4 separate regions of the Mus musculus genome follow, and all the other regions are linked to region 1. The links are chromatin contacts, called in public HiChIP or PLAC-seq, Micro-C and promoter capture Hi-C maps. All regions are on one chromosome and are shown on one strand. Each heading gives the region's core, a stretch centred on a gene start, on an enhancer-like site or on the middle of the called end of the contact. The rest is flanking DNA. Distances are from core to core; before and after follow the strand shown. Region 1 holds the start of Ppp1r3b (protein phosphatase 1, regulatory subunit 3B). Region 2 overlaps Tnks (tankyrase, TRF1-interacting ankyrin-related ADP-ribose polymerase). Region 3 holds the start of Cldn23 (claudin 23). Region 4 has its middle 31 kb from the start of Tnks.

What was found. Promoter capture Hi-C pulls out the DNA fragments that hold promoters and counts their contacts. A called contact is a pair of places that touch in the nucleus more often than the background predicts. HiChIP or PLAC-seq counts read pairs in DNA pulled down with a chosen protein or histone mark.
Region 2: an H3K4me3 HiChIP or PLAC-seq map of bone marrow-derived macrophages shows a contact between it and region 1, with 3 times the contacts expected there. The contact joins the enhancer-like site here to the promoter of Ppp1r3b in region 1. A contact is called at or near these places in 20 of 39 promoter capture datasets (the 3T3-L1 cell line, 3T3-L1-derived adipocytes, the C10 cell line and 11 more), 2 of 15 datasets of contacts at CTCF or cohesin (large pre-B cells and pro-B cells), 2 of 484 Hi-C or Micro-C datasets (the HL-1 cell line and adipose-derived mesenchymal stem cells), 6 of 115 datasets of contacts at active chromatin or transcription factors (bone marrow-derived macrophages, embryonic stem cells, microglia and 1 more) and 4 of 9 other capture datasets (adipose tissue, embryonic stem cells, liver and 1 more).
Region 3: a contact with region 1 is called in a Micro-C map of embryonic stem cells, with 2.6 times the contacts expected there. The contact joins the promoter of Cldn23 here to the promoter of Ppp1r3b in region 1. A contact is called at or near these places in 2 of 39 promoter capture datasets (liver and pre-B cells) and 2 of 484 Hi-C or Micro-C datasets (both in embryonic stem cells).
Region 4: a contact with region 1 is called in a promoter capture Hi-C map of liver, with 2.1 times the contacts expected there. The contact joins the enhancer-like site here to the promoter of Ppp1r3b in region 1. A contact is called at or near these places in 6 of 39 promoter capture datasets (embryonic stem cells, hippocampal neurons, liver and 2 more).

Annotation. Positions count from the first base shown.
Region 1 is chr8:35,374,951-35,378,721 of GRCm38.p6, reverse strand. It overlaps Ppp1r3b (protein phosphatase 1, regulatory subunit 3B), which reads right to left and starts at 2,060. Exons shown (of 2, transcript NM_001364452.1): 1 at 1,969-2,060.
Region 2 is chr8:34,863,892-34,867,662 of GRCm38.p6, reverse strand. Tnks (tankyrase, TRF1-interacting ankyrin-related ADP-ribose polymerase) reads left to right here. Exons shown (of 27, transcript NM_175091.3): 11 at 304-382. Among named protein-coding and RNA genes, the nearest start is that of Dusp4, 58 kb to the right of the region's middle. Within about 2 kb of position 1,887, at least 7 of the 459 cell types and tissues checked have an H3K27ac peak or open chromatin away from gene starts, as enhancers often do. A contact at or near this core is called in bone marrow-derived macrophages and microglia, where this site is marked.
Region 3 is chr8:35,824,598-35,828,368 of GRCm38.p6, reverse strand. Cldn23 (claudin 23) reads left to right here and starts at 1,810. Exons shown (of 1, transcript NM_027998.4): 1 at 1,810-3,660. The coding sequence starts at 2,037. The coding sequence ends at 2,927.
Region 4 is chr8:34,994,521-34,998,291 of GRCm38.p6, reverse strand. No RefSeq gene overlaps it. Among named protein-coding and RNA genes, the nearest start is that of Tnks, 31 kb to the right of the region's middle. Within about 2 kb of position 2,146, at least 29 of the 459 cell types and tissues checked have an H3K27ac peak or open chromatin away from gene starts, as enhancers often do. A contact at or near this core is called in liver and stem cell-derived epiblast-like cells, where this site is marked.

The DNA of each region.
Region 1 (3,771 bases), core at 811-3,310:
CCTAGCATGTAAACTCACCATGGCAGCTCCCTTTATTATTAAACTGTAAGAACGAGCTGAATTGACGGTGGAGAGACAAGTTTCTATTCAGAGCCTGAGCTCAGGAGACAGTCCCAATAACATTTTCAAGAACTTTTTTTTTGCAAGATTCTTCCATGAGAGGCAAATGTGAGTGAGGTTCTTCTGATAGCCCAGGAGTTACCACTGGGACTCCTGCCCTGCGGAATTGCGTAAGCAGTCCTGGCTTGGAAACCCTTCTTTTTTTCCCTCTGGGTATCATCATCATTACAGGTTAAGGACATTTACCCTTGTGGCCTCTATCAAGGGTGCGATGTGGCAGTGGGTTGTCCTCACAGAACATTCCAGCTTTTATTAACCTCATGCTCATCCAAGAACTGGTGTAGTAAAGTGCTTGTGTGAGTTTAGCTTTCCTGACTCTCAGCTATGGATGTCTCAACAGGACTGTGACAGTGATGATGGCCACTTAGAAGTACTTTCCAGAAACCGAGACAGTCCACCAATAGTTAAGTCCCCTAAAGGAAGGCAGCTGGACAGGTGCTTGAGGAAACATCTTCACAGCCACACACTCGTGTATGTACTGAAGTCCTTATTCTGTCTCCAACACTGCCCCAGGCTTTCCTTCTACCGAGGAAACAGGCAGTAGCAGAGACCACCGATGCACATTTGAGCCGGTAAAGCGACACAGGACCTGGACACAGTTGCAGGACAGGATCCCAGGAGCCTAAGGAGCTGTTTCCCAAGAACAATCACACACCCTGCTTTCACGTGGGTGCCTCAGAAGTCAACTGCCTCTGAAGAGAGCTTGGGCCAGGTTTGGGACGCTTGCAGAAATACCTTCTGTGTCCTACTGAAATAATGTGGTCTTTCAAGATGCTGCCAGCCTTAGAAGGCCAGTAATATTTCTTTTAAGCTTGACAAGTCTGAACAGAAAAACAAAAACAAAAAACCAAAAAAAAAAAAAAAAACCAAAAACCAAAAAAAACAAAAAACAAAACAAAACAAAACAAAACAAAAAAAACCAAAACCCACAACCTGCCTAGCTTCAGGCAGTTGAGCGACTGAGTTTCTGACTGAGACCTTCTTTCTGCAACTCTTCCTCGCTGATGTCAAAACCAAGTTAACAATAACCCACCGCAACACTACATTAGATAAATATCCTCAACCAATTCAAGACACCACCATCCACTCCTCCCCCCCCCTTTCAGCAAATCTCGGTTCTCTCCCCAAATGTCTAGCTGATACTTTTATATGTATGAAGTTGACATTGGCCCCCTTTTGTATACAGACCCTAATTATTACAGTTTTAATGTATACACCCCTCAATCCTTGAAGAGAAATGTTTTTGAATAGGGCCGCATAATGAGCAGTCAGGTAGCTTTGAATGAGGCAGCCCACACCAGCTAATAAGGGCCAAAGACAGCAAGAAGCTCAGGCCTAAGAAGGCCTCTGCCCAGCTGAGCTTTAACAAACGAAGAACTCTCCGGGTTTAAGGGTTTCTTCTGAGGTCACTTGCAGCTTTGACCTTCAAGGTTGCTAATAGGGCCCCGATGCTTCTCTTTCTACTAACTTTCCCCTAAATGGCCCTAGTTTACTTCAGCTGTCTCTACTTTCTCCCTGGCTCCTGGACGTTCTTGCCAAAGGGACCAGTTCCTTCCCTGCCTAGGCTGAAGAAGCCTTTCTTTCTCCTGGACCCGCAAGCTGAGACAGGGCCACATTCCAGCAACTCTGCAAGTTCCCCCACTCAAGTCTTTTTCAACTTTCTCTGTTTCCCCGTGGGCCTGCCATCCCCTGTTCTGAAGCTGCCGTCCGGTTCAGAGCCTCTCCTCTGGGTTCAAAACGGTAGCTGTGAACAAGTCCCTGGGGGAAGGTCAGCGAGTCCCCATCCCACCAGACACAGGGTGTGCCTGCACCCGCCCTCGCCCCAGCTTAGACTGGGTCTGCACCTACCTCTCCCGGCGGCGCCGCAGCCGGGGCCGCTGCTCGCTGGCCTCATGGGAGAGCCTGAGAGAAGTGTCAGGGTTGATTGCTGCCACTGAACTACGTGAGCGTCGGGGTGTCCCGGGGGTAGGGCCTGGGCTTAGTTCCCGGAGACGAACAAGGAGGAGGAGCCCAAGTTATCACATCAGGGCGGGACCTGGCGGCGGGACAGCCCAGATGGGGGCAGCGCCTCGCGAGCACCCCCACGCGGGCTGCCCCGTTCCCGGGTGGAGCTCGCCTCGAGCCCATTGCCTTCCGAGACCCGAGACGACACAGCGTGTGCCTCTTGCCTGTGTGCAGCAAAAGGAGATCTGAACCTAAGTGGGGAGTAGTAGGGACTGGTCCGCACTACTTGATGGAGTCAGGGCTGGGACACGGGTTTCTCGCGTCTATTTCGTAACGGGAAACTGAAGCCCCGGGAGCTTGTATTTGGACTCCAGATTCTGCCACAAAAAACTAGAATTATCTTCCAAAGTGTCACATCTCAGGTTGGGGATGTGCCACGTTAGGACTCGAGACATCCTTTCTGTTCAGGACACGTTTCGCAGGCTAACTCGCTTAGGGATCTCGGGGGTCCCCTCTAGGCTCCATCCCAGCTCCGGTGCCTGAGATGTTTCTGCACGCTGAAGCGACAAGCCACCCGAGCCCAGCTAGGGGATTCTACTACCTGGGAGTCAGTGTTAGTGGGACAAATGGTAAGTGTCGGAGAACTCCCCCGCGTGCCCCTCACCGCAGATTTCCTGGCTCTGGACCTTGAACTAGAGGCTTGAGGAGGTACGTACCCGGTACCACTCTTGAGTACGGAGGGGAGACCCTTCAGCCCGCCCCACCATCTGAGCTGGGTGACAGTGACAGCAACCACGACGGCAAAAGTGGGGCAGGCACTCGGCTTGGTCCACGCAACAGCAGCCCTCTCACCTGCTCACTGGATTGCAGCACTCTGGATTCCAGCTCCAGCAATCTGTGGCTCACTTTAACTTTCCAGCCACCTCTCCCCACTAAGGGTGCTATCCAAGACCACCTTACCCCCACCCCCACGTGAACGCAGGACTCAGCCAATGAGCTTCCGGGACATGAGCCGCAGACCAATAGCTACACTTGGGGCGAACAGCACTCTACCACGTGATCTGCAGTGTGTGGCGAGTGACAGGGCTGGAGTCCAGGATCTGGGAAGGGGACAGCGGGTCACAATTTCATCAGGAACCGGGGTACCCATGCCAAGGGGTGGAGGCGATTTCCTACGGTAGAAGGTCCGGCTGTAGAGAGACGGACTGAGGAGCACAGGCTGTGTGCAAAGTTCCCCACTGCTAACAAAGTTCTAGCTAGATGGTAGACTCCCAAGTGTGGAAGGCAGTGTTGTCTTTCCTTTGGCCCCTCCTTCTCCCGCCCTCTTAGGACAAAAAGCCCCAGGGTTCACAGATGGCCATGACCTTCTCAGAATGCCCAGAAGCAAGTGTTCTCTCCCCATTTTGATTTTATCTGCAGCAGTAGTGTCCCAAGCATTCACTGGATCTTGCTTTTGTGGCTGTTACTCTAGCAAAATCTTTCCCTTAGCGATGTTATCTGGCAGAAGAGCATGACTCTCATGCTCACAGTACTGCACAGGTGAGAGAGGATTAGTAAGGTGGGTGTGTTTAGGAAACAGCCTGACTTCGGTCCATACAGTAGCCTGGAGTTCTATACAGGGTCTGAACACTTTAGGAAACAAGGATTCCTCTTGGGAAACCTATGGCCCTGAGCAGCCACTTGAGTGAGGTAGGCTCATGGTTTTCT
Region 2 (3,771 bases), core at 638-3,137, 510 kb after region 1:
CCTCTTGCCTCTGTCCCTTACATGTAAGTCACACAACCCAGCATTGCCGACCCACGCCCACACCGTGAACCCCTTACTCCAACAAGCCCCATCCTGGTTTCCTGTCTTCTTGTTGCCATGTTTGCTTCGTCTTGGTGGTCCGTGCCTTGTGGTTAAGTGGCCTGGATGAACGTGTACAGTACATGACCGCCCCACACCACCCCACTAAAGAAAAGGAGCCTTCCTCCTGTCAGCAGCCAGCAGCCACCGAGAGTTGTTGCAGTAAAAGTCACAACATTCTCTCTCCCTTTTTTCCTTCCATAGTTTCATGACCCCTCTGCATGTTGCAGCTGAAAGAGCTCATAATGATGTCATGGAAGTTCTGCATAAGCACGGAGCAAAGGTAAGCCGTCACTCAGCACAGGGCAACCAGCTGCCCTCAGTACTGGGTCCCCAAGAACTCATCTTGGTCAGAAAGGGCAGTTACTGTGTGGTTTTGTGTTTAAAGTCATAGGTTGTCCTTCGAAGTTCATTTAACTTTTTTTTCCCCTAGTAAAATTGTCTCTTTGTCCTTTCTTTTTAACAGAGGTTCCTTTATCTTAGATAACAGTAGTTTTTAGGTTAACAAACAAACAAAAAAAGACTAACCAGCTTCATAATTTATAAACACTAAAACACAATCCACTAACCTGCTTATAGAAAACTCCTGCTTTGTGTTTAGGTAGTGTTTGCAGGAACATAGTAAAGATGAAATTTGAGTATCAGATTTTCAGTAAACCACATTAAAAGTAAAAATACAGCCAGGCAGTGGTGGCGCATGCCATTATTCCCAGCACGCGGGAGGCAGAGGCAGGCGGATTTCTGAGTTCGAGGCCAGCCTGGTCTACAGAGTGAGTTCCAGGACAGACAGGGCTATAGAGAGAAACCCTGACTCGGAAAAAAGGAAAAAAAAAAAAAAAGTAAAACTACTACTGTTTGTTAAACATAGTTAGTTAATAATATGTTTCTTTGATAGGCTCCACATGAATCTCCTTAACTGATAATAGCTGTTGAACCAGGTGTTACAACCAAGCAGTGACCTCAAATAACTCTTGTAAGACTGGAGATTGGAGGCTGGAGGGATGGTTTCTCTTCTGCAGTGCATCCGAGTCCATGGTTAGCACCTGTGTTGAGCAGCTCCCAGCTGTCTGAAACTCCAGCTCCGAGAGGGAGCTGGCCTCCAGGGGAGCTTGCACCTTTGCACACCACACATTCCCACACAGAAAGAAACTCGGAACATACACTTAGTTAGGAATAAAATCTTTAAAACAATGAGACTGTTCTCTAATAGAGCTGAATGGTATCTTCCAGCATGCCTTTCCTTCCTGACCCTTGCATTCCCCTTACATGAGCATCAGATTGCTGTGTGGTGTTTTAGTGGTGTTTGCACTACTTGATTATACTTTACAGGTAAACAAGATTATGTATATTAAATGCTTTAGAAGGACATTTGGCATTCTTAATCGAAATCAAGTAAGTTAAAATAAAGAGAGCAGTCGTACAGGTTTATCACCTACTTTGTAGCTACAACTATAGCATTGTTATAAGCAACATGTTGTATCAGAAATAGTAAGCTAAGGGGGCTTTCTGCTACACTTGTGTGAATTATTGTTGCCCTAGGCTTGACTTTGCAAGTCACTTTTGACAATTACATTATAATACTCATACAAACCATAATGTTCTTAATTCTTAAAAATGTGTATTATTACCTACAAGGCATTTTTTCAGAAAAGTTAATTGAAAAATAAGCTTTTTGTTATAGCCTCTCTCAGTGGCATTGCGTAGATGCGAGGCTCTCAGTCCTTCCTGGTGCTCCACGTGCGTGATGTGTTATTATTAGCATCTTAGGTCAGCAGTGGACTTCTGCAACTGAAAACAGTCTGCTAGTGACGCGAATGACTTCTAGTGTAGCATGTCCTTCCTGGTCTTCCACTACAGCACACAAGTTACTGATTCCTTTAAATACAAAGACAATATATAAGTTGTCATCAGTAGATCTCAAATGCCTTCAATCCTAGCACTCAAGAGGCAGAGGTAGGTAGATCTCTGCTGAGTCCAACCTAGTCTACATAATAATCTATAGGCAAGCTAAAGCCAAATAAGGAGAGGAAGAAGGAAAAAAGGAAGGAACTGGAAGGGAGGGAGGAAAGGATCGTGGGCAGTGGCAGCAGCGGCTGCTATATCAACTCCCTATCACTCATTCCTGGATCCCAAGGCAGTGTGCCAGTCCCACAGGGTTGCTGCCTCCATTCTTCATACATTAGTAAAAACTTTTCTTGACTCCTAATGGGTCATGTTTTCCTTGCTTAGTATTTTCTTTCTGTGATTCTATTGGACTTTTAAGTGGCCCATAGTTAACATTTGAGTCTAACAGCACTTTCTGAACATGTTCACATGATCAAATCCCTAACAAGCCACAAAAGGGAGGAAAAGTGTAATTTGCTCATGGTTCAGAGGTTGAGTCTATAGTGGAAGGAGAGTATGCTGAAGTAACCACACCGAGCCAAATAGGCAGCAGAGAGGAGCACTAACAGAAAGACACAGACAGAGGACATACCCCTAGTGACCCGCTTCTCCAGATACTACGATGGATACTCTGGATGGAACTATGGCCATCCGCAGTTCTGTCTCCTAGTAGCCTGCACATTCTGACTCTGTCAGTGGATTAGCACATTCATTTAAACTGAACCCTTAGAGTCTGGTCATCTCTAGAAAAGCCCTCAGACATACCCACAAGTTTGCTTTTCTAATTATTAATTACTTAGTCCAATCAAGTTCATAATCACAGTTGTCCATCATGACCTCTAAATGTATAGCTTAAGAGTGTCTTAACTATGGTTAGCATGTTGAGTATGTAACATAAAATCAAGCTTTTTCTTTTTTTAGTGGCAGTTTCACATTTTAATAAAAATAATCTGTTTAGCATTGAATGTTAAGTATTTGTAGTGGACCAGGGGGTTAAGACTTACGACTTGGTCTCAAAGCATTTTAGGGGGGCTCTGGGGCTTCAGGGGAAGAAGGAAGGCAGTGGCAGGACTGCTCGCTTTGTCTGGTGGGAGTTTTGTTGTTCATTTCTTTGTGGGGTAGAGTCTCCTATGTAGTCCTAGCAAGCTTAGAAACTGCCGTGCAAACAAGGCAGAGCTCAGACTTCCCTGAGAGGTTTGTGACAGTGCTTTCTAGTAAAGAACAGGTCCTTCCTCACCGGTCCCTGTAGCAAGCCTGTTTACTATTCCTGTCTGTTACACATTTAGTGCTCTAAGTGAGCTCTATAGACAGACTACCAACAAACACTTATAAGCTCTTCTATTTATCTCCACTGAGTGAGTGCTTTTCTCATCAGTAACTTTATTTACTTCAACCTGGTTGCTTGATAAAGTACTCCATAATCTTTAGTAGATGTTACTTAGACTTTGAGGGAAGGATTATAATCTCCATTCATAATTTAAAAATATATATCTGTTAAATGAAATGATTTTGTATTACATTAGTAATACACTTACACTTATACTTTACAGATATGAACATTCTTAAGATACAGAAAGACAACTTAAAGGAATGAGTAAATATCTCATATGCATAGAATGTTTAATATAAAATTTCATTATGTGGCCAACTTACCAATTTCTGTTATAAGTCATTGCTCATCAAATGGAACTTTTAAAACTAAATCTTAATTCTTTTTACAAACTTATTCCAAGAACCATTGAAACATTATAAATTTTTATTCATTGTTAAAATACGAATTTCCCCTGA
Region 3 (3,771 bases), core at 561-3,060, 450 kb before region 1:
TCTGTCATAGCTACAATTTAAAAAACCAACAACTCCCTTTTAACCACACCATGGACTGGTCATGAGGTCAGTTTATAGAGTCACAAGATGCATACACCTTGAGGACATTCTGCCTAGTGAAATAAGCTAGACCCAGGCGCATCTGGCTTCCGTTTACCTGGAGTATCCAGCTAACCCTGTGAAGGTAGAGGGGTTCAGGGATGAAGGAACACACTTGTCACTGCTAAACGGTCAGTTTGAGTTTGGAAAGATCCAGAGTCTGTAGCTCTCCAGGGATGCAGTATGATCTACAGCACTGAACAGGCTGATTTTAGTAAATAGTTTTAATTACAGCAAATTATATAAAAAATACATTTCCATTGTAAGAAATATATAGAACAGAGAAAAATATGTTAAGAAAGCATTTTTCAAGGAAAAGCATGACTCTCGCCCAATATAAAGTGAATATGTTCTAAATATGTAAAGGTATTTAAGGAGAATGTGAACAGCTCATACCTAGACCAACAGGAATGTTAAGATGAGTTTGACAGGCAGTGCCAAAGTAGGTGGTATTCAATGAGCAAAACATATTACGTTATTGTGGGTAATTATACGCTCATTATAAAAACCTTTTAAAAAAGAAACCTAAGCACGTGGATTGTAAACATTGTATTCTGTCAAATTGGCTAATTAAAGGCTGCACACTAAACCAGTGACATCAGGGATCACTGGCTCCTGCCTTTGCCGATGCAGATTTTCAAGCTGTCGTTTTTAACCAATCAAGGTGAATATCGTGCTCCTTCTAATTATATTTCATTGGTTACAAATTTGCCCTTTTCCATGAAAATAAAAAAAGCTAATTGACATTCTTTGGATAATAACCAATTATATTCCATCCTCGCAGAACCTCTGGGTTTCTCCAATACATCATAGGCCCGCCAAGTTCTGAACGGGAAAATCGAGTCAGCCTCTTATCCACTTGAAAAAAAAACGGTTTGTTATTAATTTTTAAATGTATTCACTTTACATCCCAAACAGCTCCCCTTCTCCTCCCAGTACCCCCATTTAGTTCCTTCCCTCATTCTCCTCTGAGAAGGGTGCCACCCCCACCCCCCAACACACACACATAAGTCACTGCAGGACTTTACAAGACTGAAGAGAAAACTCTTTCGCAACTCTTCAACCCAGAAATACTCTCCCTTTCATATGAGTTAAACTTCAGGCAGAGCGTGGAGACTTTATTAAGCAAGTCTAGCAAAGTTTCCATAATGCAACTGTTTGGATACACCCTGAGCCTGGAAACCGTGGTGCACACAGGTCCCGTGCATCCTGAGCGCACCACTGTGCCCTACGTGGCTGCAGATGGCAGCGCAAAACTTTCGAGGGATGCTGGTCACCAGCTGGGAGTGAAAAGAGACTTGTGTTGGCAGGGCCCACGGGCAGAGTTGGGGAGAATTGGAGGCAGTGTAGGGACGCTTTGCTTTCTGACCGGACCTGAGAAGGAAAGGGAAGAGGGGAAGGTGTAGCTAGGCGACAGGTGAGACGACACTAGCGGCCCGCCCCCTTTGTCCCGCCTACAAGCGCGCAGGCAGTGCGAGAGAGCGAGGGCGGGGCGACCTTTGCTCGAGCCCTAAACCATCCGGGCGGGCTGGGAGGAGTGGCCGGGCTAGGAGGAGCGGCTGGGCTAGGGTGGGGTGTCCGGGTCCTCAGAGTCCGAGGTCGCCTCCTTGCCAAGTGGCCCTGGCGCTCCCGCCCCTCCCACCCGGTAGGGTTTGGCCTTGGGGGCCGCACCTGGGCGCGCGGTTTCGGTCTGACCGGACTCGGAGCTGGTTTCGATTAGGGACAGCGGCTGGGCGAGAGGGCGGAGCGGTTGGGACGCGAGAGAGGAGGGGACTTGGTGTGAGAGGCTCAGTGGGGACAGTTCCGCGCGAGAGACAAAGAGCGCCCAGAGAGCGCAGCGAGCATCGCTGCTACCCAGCCCGGCAACCTCGCAGATTCGAGGACAGGGTGCGCAGCGGAGCAGCCACAGCTGCTAGGGACCCAAGAGGCTACGCAGGATGCGGACGCCGGTGGTGATGACGCTGGGCATGGTGCTCACGCCCTGCGGGTTGCTGCTTAATCTTGTCAGTACACTGGCCCCGGGCTGGCGGCTGGTGAAGGGCTTTCTGGACCAGCCAGTGGACGTGGTGCTGTACCAGGGGCTGTGGGACATATGTCGCGAGCAGAGCAGTCGCGAACGCGAGTGCGGCCAGCCCGACGAGTGGAACTACTTCCAGACCCAGCCTGTGCAGGTGGCCCGGGGACTCATGATCACGTCACTGGCCACTACCGCCCTAGGGCTGCTGCTGGCTTCCCTCGGTGTGCGCTGTTGGCAAGATGAGCCCCACTACGGGCTAGCGGGCCTCTCTGGCGTGGTGTTTTTCGTCGCTGGCCTCTTCAGCCTCATCCCGGTCTCCTGGTATAACCACTTCTTGTCAGATCCCGACGTCCTGGCCGCCCCGAGCTCGCCGGTCACGGTGCAGGTCAGCTACAGCCTGGTGCTGGGCTACCTAGGCAGCTGCCTGCTGCTTCTGGGCGGCTTCTCTCTGGCGCTCAGCTTTGCGCCCTGGTGTGAAGAGCGTTGTCGCCGCTGTCGCAAGGCGCCCCCAGCAGGCCCGCGCCGCAGCAGCATCAGCACCGTCTACGTGGACTGGCCGGAACCAGCGCTCACACCTGCCATCAAGTACTACAGCGACGGACAGCATCGGCCTCCTCCCACCGCAGAGCACAGGGACACCAGCAAGCTCAAGGTTGGATTCCCGATGCCACGACCGCCACCCAAGTCCTACACCAACCCGATGGATGTGCTTGAGGGAGAAGAAAAGAAGACAGCCACCTCCCAAGGTGGTTCCTCCTCTCGCAGCACTCGGCCCTGCCAAAATTCGCTGCCCTGTGACTCCGACCTGTAGACAGGGTTCACCTGAGCTCTGCCTGGAGTCTGAGGGTGACTTGAACTTCTGCCAGTACATCTGCAACTAGAACCCTGGTCGCCTTCCTCTAACTGGAGGGCAAGCCTTCCTTTTCTAGGGCCAAACTCCTCTCCAAATACTAGGTTGGGTTCATTTATCTTTTAAGGAGTTTTACTTTTCTCTCCAGAGGGACCAGGTCTTCTTATGCAGTGACAAGAGTGCGTAGTGTTTTCTTTGCATACTGTTCATCGCAGTAGCAACAAAATTGCAATCAGCCAACAGGCTTTAAAACGTCCCTGAACGTACAGTATTCTAAGTTACCGTGAGCCTTCACAAACATCATTCTCGAGGTTTTTTGCTTTTCTCCCTGCTTCAGTCTCCAGAGAACATAAATGGCCAAAAATGTTAAGTCTGGCTATATTTGAAGGTTATGACATAAAGCCAGCAGCTTTAATGGCTTTTATGAAGTGAAGTGACTTGTTTAACTCCTATTTATATTTCTCTGTGCATATATAGTATTTATCTTTTCTAATCACTTGTTTCTGTGTAGGAGGTTGAGCTTGTCTTCCAAAAGCCAAGGCGATGCTACACTGTCCTGTTCCCGAGATACCTCGCCCTGAACAGAGATATATTTTGTACAAAATGAACTGTTAAGTTGCCTTTGGCTAACATCCATATGTATATATCTTATTTATAAATAAAAATTGTAAATGTCAGTTTCGGTATCCCTACAAAAAAGCCTGTCTCCGGCGTCTGTGGGGAATCTCAGCATTTGTCACTCAGCAGTTTCCTGGCATCTGAGCCACCTGTCTGCAATCGAGCACTCACATCTTCGCCCTTCTCC
Region 4 (3,771 bases), core at 897-3,396, 380 kb after region 1:
TTGACCTTCTGTCTCATGAATATACCTATACTAGTTACCTTGTATAAGCAGAATTAACAATATTTATCCTTTCCCAATTGGCTGATTTCACCTAGTAAAACAGACTCAACTTTCTTCCTTGTTGTAGTATGTATTAGACTTCTCTGTCTCTGTCTCTCCCCCTCTCTATCTCTCTGTCTCTGTCTCTCTGTGTGTGTCTCTCTCTTTCTCTCTCTGTCTCTCTCGGTCTGTTTCTCTGTCTCTCTCTCTCTCTGTCCCTGTCTCTGTCTCTTTCTTAGACAGAATCTCTTTACACAGCCCTGGCTGTCCTGCAACAACTCTATATACAGAGCAGACGGATCTCTAAATCACAGAGATCCACCTGCCTCTTCCTCTGGAGTGCTGAAATTAAAGGCATGTGCCACCTTGCCTGGTTTCCTTTTTTTTTTAAGCTAAATAATATTTTGTTTTGGTTATTAGTTCTCCTATTAATAGTCAATTGAATAATGAATATATTTTGACCCCTGTAAAGATCACCTTTATAAATATTAGTGTATAAGTATCTATTTGAGCCCCTGTTCTCATTTCTTATCAGGAGAGATACTAAAAGTAGAATTGCTGTACTATATGGTAATTCTATGTATAACTTTTTAGCAATCACAATAACCTTTTCCTTCATAACTGTAACTTCATAACCATTTTACATTCCCATCAGCAATGACAAAGCTCCACTTTATACCTTCAGCTTCACTGCATCTCTCTCTCTCTGCAGGTGTGTATGTTTGTGTTTATTTATAATATCTATCCTAGGGTTGGAGAGATGGATTCTTCATTAAAGGCTAGGCTCACAACCAAAAATATAATATTTATCCCAATGGTCTTAATGTGGTATCTTCTTGTGGGTTTGATTTTTATTTCCCTAATGGCTAGTGACATTAAATATCTTTCATCCGTTTATTGGCCATTCACACAGCTTCTTTGAAAAATATTCTATTCAAATCCATTGCTAGTTTTCTAATAGGGTTCTTTGTTTCAAAGTATCTATATTCTCTCTGTGTCTTTCTCTGTGTGTCCCTGCAATGTATGTGTGGAAAACAAGTTTGCAGCATTGATTCTTTTCTGCCTTTATGTGAGTCCTGGGAGTTGAACTCAGGTCTCCAGACTTGCCTGCTGGCTGCCCAGAATCTATATTCATACCAGAATCCCAGGTGACATAGTGGACTATTATTGGCCTTGAGATGACACTGTAAGAATCACTGTTTTGTTTTCTAGGATTTTGATATATTGCCTTTTTTCCTGTGAAGAGCAACAGGGGAACAAAGGATGCCCTGAAAACAGAGCAAAATCAATCAAACAAACAAACAGAGCCCAGGTTGAACTCCCCAGCATCCTTAGAATCTATATAGCCTTATCTATATGTGTTACAGTGCACTGGAGATGGTAATCCTTCTACAGCTGGCCATGGAAGGATGCTAACACTGAATCAAAGATTTGAGAAGCATCTATTTCTGAATCATCATGGAGCCTCAAAGCTCCTGACTGGCAGGAATCATTTTTATACACATGATTTATTTAAAGAGAATAATTATCTTAAGGCAGTCTCGCTGTTCGGCCTGATTTAAAAGAACCATTATTGGCCATGTGAATATGTAATTAACATGATTTATTTGTCAAGTGCTGAACATAGGTAAATTTCCTACATTTTTATTGAGTTTGAGAAGTTAATTAGTATGCCTATTAAGCAAAACTCAAAGAACATTATACATGAAGTATTTCCTTATAATTCAAATAAACCGATTTCAAAACCTATCGAGCTATAAATTCTATTCAATAGTTCCCAATCATAGTTCCCTTGTACTTATCTTTAACAGTAAAAAGCTTCTATGTCTATTGAGATATCTCATGACCATTCTTGCTGAATGTACATAATTAAACTTGTTTTTTGTGAAAATCTGTGGAAATAAAATTTGCTTGATCATTAGTACTTGGAATTTATGTAAGCCCTCATTTGTCTAGCCTTCCCTTTCCGCTGGTTGCTTTTGAGCTCTTCTCACGGTGTTCAGCATGTGGTTTATTTTTGTTGTGCCTTTTGACATGTTTCAGTGGGACAAAGACCTTAGATGGACTCTTGTCATAGCTGGTGCTTGGTGTCCCCAGAGTCAGTGTGACTCGTGGAATTCATTACCCAACCACAGTCGCAGCTCCATTTGTGAGAGCCAAAAAAGATAAGGACCAAATCCAGCAAAGGCAAAAGAAAAAAGTCACATGGGCAGGCAGTGCAAGCTTTCCCAGGGTCTTTTCCCAGCAGAACCTCACAGAACGTGCTGAGTCCACCCCCGCCCCCACCCGTGTCGCTAGAGCTGGGACAATACTTGTGAAGGTTATCAGCAAGTCAAGCTCTGATTAGAGATCCCTTGCCAAGGCTTTTCACTGGAGGCTAGCTAAATACACAGCCTCTGTCTGCTACATAGCAGATTCCAGACTCCCAGGAGGAAAGTGTGTATTCAGCACTGGGGTAGTTGATTCTATTTTCTTGGCTGGGCTACAGGGCCCAGGTAGTTGGTCAAACATTACTCTGGATACTTCAGTGAGGGTGTTTCTTTTTAGATGAGATCTATATTTAATTCTATAGACTTTTGAGTGAAGCAGATCATCTTCCCAGTGTACGTAGTAGGCCTCATGCAATCATTTTAAAAACTTGAAAGACTGGCCTCTGACTAGGAGCTGGTAGATGGCCTTTGGACTTGAACACCAGCATTGGCTCTGCCTGTGTCTCCGAGATCATGGGCATCCTTAAGATCCTGAACTTGCCAGACCATAATCGTGTCTACACTCTCCCTTCTCCCATCCCACACCCACACCCTATTGCTTGTCTCTGTCAAGAACACTTGATGAATATAAGCAGGAACTTTATTGTCTGTACAAAAAATTTAGGCACACAGAGCGACTCTGATCAATGGATGAGGGAGAAACCTTGGTATCTAAATTCCCAGATGTCAGTCAAAGGCCAAGCTTGCAAGTACAACTTTCCAAGGCTCTCTGTAGCCGTCCAGCAGCCATGGATGAACTGGCTACCTGAAAGAGCGGGGGTTGGGGGGGAGCGCTGAAAATGAAAAAGGAATGGGACGCGAGAGAAGAATGAAGCCAAGACCAAGTTTCTGATCAAGGCTCAAAGTTTAATTTTCATCACTGCGTTTATATAGGGAAAGCCCACAGACCCCCATCCTTTGTTTCAGCTGGATTATGTTGCAAACCAAGCTCATTGGGCAGGTGGCTCCTGTAGGAAACTGCAAATACAATGAGGCCAGAGACTCCAGCTAAGTTGTAAAACCATTGTGGGTGGATTTAGCCTTCTCAACAAGCACGCGAGGGGGGTGGGGGGCAGCAGTCCAGGCTTGCTACATTCACTCTTTTCTCTATGAACTCGCACATCATACATTTTATAAACCATAGGAAGTACCCATTTTAGAAAGGGATGGAGAGAGAGAGAAAGTTTTCTTATCTCTGGTAGATCCTTGTCCACACACACCCGGATTCTTTTTGGTTCCCAGTGAGTCTTGTTACTTTTGAAACCACAGACAAGCTAATCTGTTTCACATGCCATCTTTCTAATCTGTCTTAACAACAGAATTATGCCCAAATAAAGAACTTAATGTCAAAATGTGCCAATCTGTCTTCATCGGCGGAAGCCTTGTGCTGTTGCACAGGTTCCGCCCTGTGACTTTTCATCAGACAACACATCTTTTTTTTCTCTTAACTTCACAAGAGATTCCATGCATGGATGGGCCCCGA